2 separate regions of the Zea mays genome follow, and region 2 is linked to region 1. The links are chromatin contacts, called in public Hi-C maps. All regions are on one chromosome and are shown on one strand. Each heading gives the region's core, a stretch centred on a gene start, on an enhancer-like site or on the middle of the called end of the contact. The rest is flanking DNA. Distances are from core to core; before and after follow the strand shown. Region 1 has its middle 97 kb from the start of LOC100382157. Region 2 holds the start of LOC100281881.

The links. A called contact is a pair of places that touch in the nucleus more often than the background predicts.
Region 2: a contact with region 1 is called in a Hi-C map of ear, with 1.9 times the contacts expected there. The contact joins the promoter of LOC100281881 here to the enhancer-like site in region 1. A contact is called at or near these places in 4 of 25 Hi-C or Micro-C datasets (bundle sheath, ear, root tip and 1 more).

The regions. Positions count from the first base shown.
Region 1 is chr1:119,949,805-119,955,634 of Zm-B73-REFERENCE-NAM-5.0, forward strand. No RefSeq gene overlaps it. Among protein-coding and RNA genes, the nearest start is that of LOC100382157, 97 kb to the left of the region's middle. Within about 2 kb of position 4,532, at least 20 of the 20 cell types and tissues checked have an H3K27ac peak or open chromatin away from gene starts, as enhancers often do. A contact at or near this core is called in bundle sheath, ear, root tip and 1 more, where this site is marked.
Region 2 is chr1:120,793,170-120,798,570 of Zm-B73-REFERENCE-NAM-5.0, forward strand. LOC100281881 reads left to right here and starts at 1,398. Exons shown (of 5, transcript NM_001408001.1): 1 at 1,398-1,674. The coding sequence starts at 1,666. All of the region lies in intron 2 of LOC103638248 (a long non-coding RNA gene), which reads right to left.

The sequences.
Region 1 (5,830 bases), core at 3,282-5,781:
CCGAGAATAACTTCTACTTCGACATCTGTGGAGTAGACCCAGAACCTCCTGCAACACAAGGCAAGCCCCGGTGCATTATCCCCTTTCCTTGATGTTTTAAAAACTTTATCACCTTATATGATGCATTAGGTGGTAGGAGTTGTGTGCTAAACAATTGATGCATTCCCTTCCTTGGAACTGATTACCATTCCTTGTCACTTGATTTACATAAAGTTTTCTAATGCTTAGCTTTGCTGTAGAAAACAAAATGTTTTGTTTTAAACAAAAGGTGATGCTTCATATAGGATGGGAATTTTACAAAGAAAAGACTGATGACGGTGAATCCATCATGGCCGTGATGGGTTCAACATCTGAAAAGATGTACCTCTGTTAGGTACCAAACTTTGGGTTGTAAATGATAAAGACGAGACCGGGTGTGTTACTTGCACGAGAAGGAAGTCTCGGTGTAGTGTCTCTGTCTGAGTTGATTAAGGACCGAATCGATGTAGGCTTGATGATCGAGGATCTTTTAACTGGCCACATGCCTCGTCATGGGTAAGCTTTTCCTCGATCGGACCAATACCAGAAAGGCCACCATGCAATAGGAGTGGAGAGATGGTGAGAGTAGCGTGTACCCTCCGTGGCAAGAGGCTGGACGGTGGTGTATATGTGCTCTTGGTTGGCGTGAATCCATTCTGGTTTTGAGAAACCCGGTGGCGAGTTGACATATGCAAGGGTTAAGTGCTACATATATCATGCGGTTGGAGATCCCCAGCTGGGTCTTAATCGATTCAGATCGCCGTTACTTCTCGAACATGAAGACTTGGTCACTGACTTACATGTAGCAATCCAGTGAACTGATGGGATGATAAAAGACGACTAGTATAGGCCAAGTGCCTGATCTAGGATAGAAAGAACTCTAGATGTAGGTAACTACTTAACCTGATAATAAAAATGGATTTTTAAGGATCCACTCATAGTAAGCTTTTCTGCAAACAGAGTCTTTGAATTTTTATGAGCTTTACCTTGATTCCTAAAAGGCAGCATATCCTTGATAGTCTTTTCCTTTCACGGGTAAGACTTGCAAAAGTACACTTTGACCTCATGGTTTTCGAACCCATGTTATTGTAGGTGATGAAACAACCAAGTTCTGCTGTTTCTGCTCAAAGGTGGTGCCCAATTAGGAGGAAAAACACTAAACTTATTTGGGGAGGATGTTTTGCCTCCCGGTAATGTAATAATAAGTTCTGCACTCGAACACCCAGTTATGTAATATGTACTCTTTCTATATTTTCATATGAATGAAAATTATATTATTGTAATCCTTTCCTCTCATTTTCTACTCCGACTATGTGTAATGTCTGCGTGATGGGTTAAGCGCTCTTGAGCGATATGATGAAGATACAGATAAACTGAACTTGCCGAGTCATTATGCGCACCTGCATGACTGTCTGAGGTCCCTCGGACAAGGACATCTGTAGGTGGGCCTAATACCTTGGGAGGTTCCGTCACAACAGCCGCAGCCCACGGTGCGAGCAAGATGACAGGTGGGCCCCTGCCTCCAGTGAGACAAGTGCACGGTAGGGAGAAGAGGCTGCGACCGAGGCCCACGCGTCAGAGGAAACCAGGGCTGGCACGCGCGGATGTGTTGTGGGGGCCAGCGCGGTGGAATAGTTTAGGTGGGCCGCAGGCTATGGTTTGGGCCCAAAGTCGGCTTTCCCATTTTTTTTCTTCTTTTCTTTTGATTTAAAATCTGAATTTGATTCAACTTTAAACTCAAATTTGGATTTAGAGTTCAACCTCAAAAATGCCCAATTCAAGATACCAGAATGAATGCCAAAAATTGTATTATATATATATATTTGTATTTACTTTAGTTCTTCTATATATAAACCAATCCAAGTATAATTTAGTTTCTAAGTATCTTTTATTTTAGTCTCTTATTTAGAAAATATATTCCTTTTGGGACATTTTTAATTATTAATGTTATAATTTCAAAAGTAGAATTTTGGGTGTTACATTTACTTTGTCATGGATATTTTTGTCTTAGTATTTTGCATTATTTTGTTGTAGATAAATGGCCCCTAGCACACCAACATTTACTTTGCGATCAATTCTTAAAAAGGATAACTTAAATGGAACAAACTATACAGATTGGATCTGTAACATGAGAATTGTTCTCGGGGCTGAAAAAAGGAAGATGTTCTAGACACCCCACTGTTGCTCACTTGTTCTCAGATGCTGTAAATCAAGAACAAGGCAACACAATTGTCAATGGTTAAAGACCTATCACATCCGGGCTTTAAGGGACAAAGCCAGGTGCATCTCATATATGCGCCAAAGAAGACAACATATATAATAACAAAGTGTATAGAGATAAATGTCACAATAATCAGAGTACTTATTACATAGCGGGAGACTTACAAAAGTAAAATATAAATATAACAGGATCTAAAATCTATCCTTGGTGCCAGAAAGTCAACTAGGAGACGCCACCTAGATCGAATCGAACTCCTCGTTGTGGCTCCTCTTAAACCACCTGTTCTTCTCCTGTGGGGGGTGTGAGACAGCAAGGGTGAGCTCACACATGTTCATCGCTCAACAAGTTGTGGGGAATAATGTGGCATGAACTCACAAAAGGTGGGAGTTCATGTGATGTGTAAGGCTGATCAAAAATAGGGGTTAAAGCTGAGTATTGCTTTTTATAAGTAGGTCAAAATTTTATTAGCAGTTACTAAGTGTAAGTAAATACCAAACCATAATAAATAATAGAACAAAATTAATAACAAATCTCATGCAATGCAAATGACAAATTGAATTTAAGTTCCATAAATTAATCATGCAAGAGTTCTGAGCTACTCATGACCATGAGCTCGGCTAGTATACCAGTTTTACACTCTGCAGAGGTTGTACCCTGTACCCACAAGTCGTGTATCCCATGTCGCTAGTATTTGCAAGGCCCTTAGACACTACCGAGGTGAATGGCTAGGGATCCACTATGAGGCCTTTACAAAGTTCCACTAGCTTCCGAAAACCCGCTACAGTTTATGGGAAGAGCACTTGCAAGAATCCCCCGTCTGACCGCAATCGCAGCAAAATCAACCCGAGAACCTCCTTGCATGCAATCCCCTACTGCCCTTGCCCCTTTTGGGTAAGGTAGTCTTCCACTAGCTTTCCTAGTTAATTGGCCAAGGGCATCCCATTAAACCCTTGTGGTGGCACGTGTTTCTCAAGTTAAGCTCCATGTTCCAATTAAAATTTAATGATCTTGACATGAACATAAATAACATAACAGAATAATTGGAACATGGATATAATGAAATATTATCCCAAAACCATATATAAAGCAATAGCAAAACTACCCATGTGATATAGGGGTAAAGAAGGTAAAAAAAGGATAACAGACTAGGGTGACCTATTGGGTCCCATCAAAATTAAACCTATGCATTGAATAGTGGTAATAAAGAATATTATTGGGTAATAAAAGTGGATCAAGGGCACAACTTGCCTGGCACTTGAGATTCCAGTTACCAGGGTGATTCTTTAGATCCTCATGACCACACTGCTAGTTGTAGAAATACAAATAGACATGGTATAGACAAAATTAACATCACACCAAACATAAGAACAAACTGAATAATAATGATCTACGCGTCGCTACGAGATCGTGGGATCGAGAACTATTAAGATCGGAGTCGTGGTCATCAAGTTATGATTAACACGAGGTTCTATGTTTATTTTATAATTCCAGAGAAAAGATAACCTAAAGTAGTAATTAATTCAACTTTAATCTAAATTATAAATTGATCATAGATCATATTTTAGTAGATTATAATTGTAAGCGGATTAATAAGACTAACCAACATAAGTTAAATAAAGATCTAATTATAAAAGAATGAGAAATGGTATAATAAATGTTGTTATTGCGTAGTAGATATTTATACGAGACTAACGGAACTGGAACGAGTCAATTCGGAATTAAAACGAAGGAGTTATGAATTTCCGAAGGTTTCATGTATTTGGTACAAGATTAATTGAGTAATCAATTCTAGTATGGTTTTCATGTTAAAACAGTGTTACTATGTGATAAACAACATTATTACAAAATTATAGGAACTGGAATGGACTAATTTGGACTTAGTATGAATTTTCTAGGGATTAAACATGTTTTAATAATTATTTTCACATTAAAATCATTTCTGAAATGAATTCCTCTGCCTCTGATCTGCGCGCATGAAATCTGGAAAGCGCAAGGACTAACCCGCAAAGGTTCCTAAGACTCAGGCCGCAACCTAGGTGGACGGCGGGTTGATTCTATAATATTCCAGGGACACTTACGCAAAACGCCCAGCCGAAGGGGTATGGTTGCACCAGGTCCGTTGGATTAGAGCCCAACGGATTTAATTGGGAGTTTTAATAATCGCCAAGCGCCCGGGACTAGAGGATTTACGATCGACGGCTTGGATTAATTAGACGTCTGAGTCATGCACGATCGCATCGGGGCCGCCCATCTCGGGATCTACGGTTACCATCCCATTTCCTCCCGATCTAATTCTAGGCGTTGGATTGACATCCAACGGCTACCAACGATCCCCGCACTCATCTAATCATGACCGACCAACCCGAGGTCGACGGCCAGCACATCATCTTCCCCAATGGGTCTGCTCACCGACGCGTTCCTTGGATAGGCGCGGTCACCGACGACAGCGGAAGCGCTACCAGCCATCCCACTACCGACTGCCCTCACTATCGCTCTCTGGTCAACGCCGGAGTAATGGTGGCGCCGTGCCCCGCCACAACAAGCTGGCAATTTGATTCTACTACGGGTTATGCATGCATCAACAACGAAGAAACGTCGAGCAGGTACGAGGCGATTCCTTACCGACGAGCTACCCAACCGTGGAGGATCTCAACAGCGCGCGTCACGAGGCGGTGGAGGGATCCAGCGAATACGAGAATAGTCGTGGTGCCGTCCCCAGTGGCGGTGGAGTGATAGCGGAGTTGAGCTTCAAAGCACTGGTCGCATCCAATGGTTTTGCCGAACAACCAGACCGTCCGCGGGGAAATGGGACGACAGCGAGGTTGAGCTTCCTAGCGGTCGATCCTGCATGGGACAAAGTGGTGGCCCCCGCTTTCCTCCTTCCCCTGGGATAACTTAGATTTGGGCGGAGATGACTCGGTCGACATGACACAATAGCTCCACGATGCACATCCAAGGCTTAGATCGGCGGTGAAGGTGAACTACGATGGCAGCGGCATCTAGCAGTCCTGATGGCCAAGCACTGAACACAGGAGAGGCGAGCACCATCCTTTCTTGCCCACTCGCACTCTCCAGACAATCCATTCGGCAGCGGCGTCGAGGGGATGAGATTATCTCAGTGATTATTTTTTTATGGAGGCTCGGGGCAATCATACGGCTAGACTTTATTTCCCGGAGCCTAGGATTAATTCTAACAGACTTCACCCGATCCACCATGATTCTCGGCGATCCACCCAATTCTGTTGCAACGGCCTGATCCGAACCTCACAGATCCGAGCACTCGTGGGGAAGAAGGGATGACTACCGAGGGGGTCCCACACGACGGTGTCAGGCGCGAGGTTGTAAATGGGCCGGTCAAGGCCATTTTGGCCCAGTCGCAGAAGGAGGATGGGCAGGGACAAGATGGGCTGAACTGCATTCGGCCTAGGAACATGTTTCTTCTTTTCTATTTCCCATTTTCAGTTTTATTCCAAGTCTCAAATTCGTAAATCAAATTTGATTCAAAGTTCAAGGTTTGCAAGATTAAATGCAACATAAAATAACTCCCATATGATGTGCATAAATACATACATATGTTTAGTTTCGTTTATT
Region 2 (5,401 bases), core at 148-2,647, 840 kb after region 1:
GTGGGCTGTGGCGGCTGCAACACTAGTCGCGTCTCGCGTGTGCGGCTAGGGTTCAGCACTCCTCTATGTTCTCTCCTCTACAGCAGTCAGCGGTACAAGCGTACAGCCCAAGCGACCAAGCCCAATACTCCAAATCTCAAGCCCAATGCACACACGTAGCCATGGATGGTCGGATGGAGTGGAGTGGACTGTGGACCGATCACCGATGACCTGCAAACAGAATGGTTTTAACGGGGCGAGTAGATGGGTATCGGGGATGGGTATTGGTTGACCATGCCCGAACCTGCTATTTTCGACCGATAATGATTTTGTACTGTTTAGATCCCTGTGGGGATCAAATTAACCCCACATCAGTCTCCTAATGAAGACATTCACTACGAAGAATCGGGGATCGGATCATCATTGTCATCTCTAGTTTTTACCTGTCGTTTATGTTTGTCTTTGTCATTAAGTAAAAAAATATAAAATCATGACGTCAACCGTTTGCATGAATGGTATCAATATTATGTTTTATCTAAATTTTATATTTACAACATATGTTTGTATACTAGGGCTGTCGCTTCGGATTAAACCAGTTGTTTGAACTGCTACAACTATAATTTATAGAGACAAAAATACTGTAGCAGTAGAAGTCGATATGGATCAAAGTCACATGTGAAAGTTCTTGTGTACACTAGATCAAACATTGTTTAATGAAAGTAAACGTGAATCATTTATTAAGAAATAGGGTATAAATACACCCTATGGTATATACCATCATGTGTATCTTCCACTTAAAATACCGTGCAATGATGTTAGAGTTATATATATATGCTCTAAGGTAAACATTCTTAACCTTTAAAAGATACTAACAAGAGCATAAAATGATAATTAATGCTTCTGCATCTCAATATATCTTATAATTATGTAGCCACGAGCATACAACTAGTCTCTATCTCTACTATCTATTAAGGACCTAATATGGGCGCCGGGTGCTACCACAGCTTCACCCTCCCTACACCCGGTGCCCACAAAATATAGTGCAAAACTAGCACTCGAACCCACACCCCTCTGCTATATAAATTTAGGGCTAACCACTAAACCATACGTACCTTAGTGTTTACAAATAAACAAAAAATATATTTGTAGCCTAGATGTCGCTTCCCACGCTCCCCGTCTCGTGGCAAAAACAGTGTAGAACGAACACTCGAACCTACAATCCTCTGATCCACAAATTTAGGATTAACCACCAAACAATATGTATCTTATTGTTTCCAAATAAACAAAAATTATATTTATAGCCTAAGCGTTGCTCTCTATGCTCCTCTAACTCGTGGTAACGCACGAACACGTACCTGTATTTAAGAAAACCAAAACATTTTATAATTTTAAAAAGAACGCCCTCTCGAGCATTTCGGAGGGAAAAAGGAAAACGAGGCATAAAATTAGGAGTGGTCTTTGGGGAATTCTGTTCCGCAGAATCCGAGTCCAATAGCTCTCCTCCCCAGGGCTTTCAACTTCTCCAAACCCCATCTCGCCGCCGAGGCCGAGCGAGCAGAGCAGAACACCACGTCGGCGGCTTTTCCCTGTCTCTCCGCTGGATACTACACCCGCCGCCGCAGCGCCGATCCTGTCCGAGTCAAGCGGAGCGGGGGATCGGATTGGTTGCTTCCTTCCCTCCATCTCATGTTGGTGGTAAGCAGGCCTAGCTGGTTCGGGTAGATTTTCTTGTCTTCCCTAAGTTCTAAGCGGTGTTGTTGTTCCCCTGTCATACCCAAACACATCTTCGTTTGCGTTCGTCTAGTTGCTCCGCTCTGGAGTTGCGTGCTTCGTGCCCAGCTGGTAATCGTATGGCCCTTGCTGTTCTTGCTGCTGCTGTTGACTGTGCAGGATGGACTAGTTTCAACCTTAGGATCTCTTGCTACCTAATTCAGGTGCGGGTGCAGCTTAAGTCGCATAGATTTTGGGTTTTCAGCTGAAAATCACGTGTCCCATGCCAGTTGCGCCCGTGCGTGGGGTTTTAGCACGGTTCAATTGAGCTGTTTCAACAAAACCTTATTATTGCGCTCGTTTCTTGTACTTGCAGTTTTTTCTTCGTGCCTGTGTTTTCCGATTAGAGTTACTTTGTTCCACGTTTAGTTATACTTGATTATCCTGCGGACAACCTGATATTGTTTCCTTGCCACTGTCATCCCAATGTGCTGTTGATAAACGAACGACAATTTATCTTATCTAGTATAGGAAAAATCAAGTTGATTGCCACTAGCTTTGGATTATACTGGTTGCTTGTGACATTCATTATATTTTAGGTTAATTATTGCAAAAGTAGAGTGTCATGTACACGGTTAATTAGAAATATGTCACTAATTTTGAAAAGTTAGAAACTAGTTCATTTTCAAGCCACTCCATGGCATCAAAATGAACTAACCATCTAATTTTACAAAAGTAGAGTGGCATGCATACAATTAATCCTTATATTTATTTTATATCTATTTGTATAAAGAGCTCGCCGTGGATAGGAAGGGGTGGAAGTGTGCAATTCACGTGCCAGAACCTTGATTTATAGTTTCGCTTTTCCTCCTTAATCGTTTGACCTTTTCTTGTGCCCATTTAGACCTTGCTGGTTCTTGTGGGTTTTATCTCTTTTATGTGTTCCCCCGTTTCGTCGTTTTCGGTTCTCCTTTGCCTTTGTTTCCCCTTTTTTCTTTGGGGGTTGAGCTCTGAGGTTTTCATACGGGGTTTCATCTCTAGCCTACCCCAACGTGCTTGGGACAAAAAGCTTTGTTGTTGTTGTTGTATATCCTGCATATTTTTTGCTGACAATTTGGTAGAATTATAACAATTAGTCCAAAAATTGGATTACTCCTTTTGAAACATTAATGATTATTTATATCAGACAAGAGGGTACCACACAATCTAAAAGAAAGTTTTATAGGGCGACCTTTAGACCTGCTACTGCTATGTATGTTGTATGGTGCAAAATGTTGGCCTACACAAATGACAACATGTTTAACATATAAGTGTTATGGAAATGTGTATGTTGCATTGAATTTGTGGCCATATAAGAAGGGATCAACCTGGAACAATGATATACATGATAGGCTAGAAATAGCATCAATTAAAGAAAAGCTTGTCCAACACCGGTTGAGAATTGAGATGGTTTGAACATGTCCAACAGATTCCTCCAGAAGCACCAGTGCATAGTGGATCCTAAGGCGCAATAGCAATCGTAAGAGAGACAAGGGAAGACCGAAGTTGACATGGGAAGATACAGTAAAAGAAGACTTGAAAGGATGGAATATACCTAAAGATTTAGCCTTTAATATGAGTGCATGGAAGACAACTATCCATATGCCTAAACCTTGACTTGTGGTTTATGTTGGATTTCAATTCTAGCCTATACCAGCTTGTTTGGGACTAAAAGGCTTTGCTGGTGATCTGTATTAGATAAATTTGAGCCTATACTACTCATACTGACATTGTTATTAAAACGTCGTTTAAACGACAAAACGTGTTTAAAAGTTGGAACGTCCGAACGTTTTAGGTTTAGGGCGTAGAACGTCCGTTTCGAGTGTTTAAGCGTCCAAATAGCGTTTTAGGGCGTTTTAGACGTTCTACCCGTCCTGGGCCTTTCTTGGGCCTTTAGCATTTTCTAGGTCACTTTCCTAGGCACTGGCCAGCGCTGGATGCAGCGCCCTCACTCCCTTAGCCAGCCGCCGCTCTGCTCTCCTCTCTCCTCTCCTTAGCCACAGCCGGCCGCCGCTCTGCTCTCCTCTCTCCTCTCCTCAGCCACAGCCAGCCGCCGCTCTCCTCTCTCCTCTCCTCAGCTAGACAGCCAACCGCTGCTCTCTGGCGCCCACAGCAGCCCAGCCGCGCCCACAACAGCCCAGCCGGTAGCCGCTGCTCTCCTCAGCTAACAGACCACAGCAGACCGCCCTCGGCCCTCCACGAACTGTGGCACTGCGCCCACAGCAGACCATATTGGTGAGCACTGATTTTGTGCAACCATATTGCCCAACAATGAATCAATCATTCATGCTCAACCATATTGGTGAGTACTGATTGTGCAACCATATTGCTCATAGTGAATTTCAATGGCAACAAATAGTGAGGCAAATGACTCCTATGACCCACTCAAAGATCAATCACGAAGGCCAACGTCAAATGATCCAGGATGATCTTTTTATGCTATTTGGTTTGTGAACTCAACTTATGTATGAACTTATTCTATATTTGAATTTCTATGTCAAGTCTGAAAAGACGTTTCAACATTCGTTTAAACGTTTAAAAGTTAAAAAGTTGGTTCATAACGTTTTAACGTTTTACCGCTTTAATAACCATGCATACTGACTTAGATGTGTGTTGATGGACACAAAATGTGGTGGTTTCTCAAATTTTTAGCGGGGGCGATTGCAACACAAATCTGCTTGTTACTTAATATAATTTCTCCTTAGTCCTTACCCTGGAAATGTGATGAAAAGAGTACTAGAAACAAGATTCAATGTCAAAACTTTGATGCTCTGTGCTATACTGAACTCCCTGACTCCCTGTGAACTTTCTGAGGCCATCTGTCTTACAAGTTACAACTTCCACCCAATGCTTAACAAATCCTAGGTGGCATGCATACTTGAATCGTACTTGCGTTATTGCATGCATTTGGAATTTAAATTGGCCTCTTCTTTCAATATAGGACCATAAATGAGCTAGTGTGCTATGTATGTTCACTGTACCAAAGTGTGACCAGGCTGGTTTTTAGGTGGAAAAGAGTGGCATAACCCAAAATGTGGTGGCCTCTGTAGTATGCTTTTGCTTACGTATGTGCTACTTGTTGGGAGAGCTCAGCACATGATGCTGTGGTTTCTTCTGGTGCCAGGATATGGCCTAATGGTGTTATCTCATTAGGTAGTCTCTAGTAAGTAATTACTCCAACCTAATTAAGATGGACTTTCTGCTTACCAGTCAAATTTTTGCTTCTTGATGTTACTAGAAAAATGATAAGTACTAATTGAAGTAGTTCTTTTCTGTTGCTAAATGATATATTTTTTAACAATAGCTGTTGAGTGCCATTAGAGTGAAATATCGAGAATAGACTGTCAGAATTAAGTGCCCATAGTTGCAGTTTTCTAATCCACACACAATCTTATGCTGGTGTAATGGTTGGTTGTTTACCTGATGCTGTATTTGCTATTTCGTTATATGATTTCCCTCTTTCTTCTGTCAATATATTTTGTTTCTTCATAGGACTGAGAGATGGAGTTTTAATTTCAAATAGCATCTAGAGGACTGCCACTAAGCTTTTAAGTTGGTATATAATGGGTGGCTGTTGTTGCTGTTCGTCGAGAACATCTGAAGCAGTTAGAGCACGAGCACCAGTTGATATATATGTATGGAAATTCGCTCTCTTTCTTCTCTACATCAATGT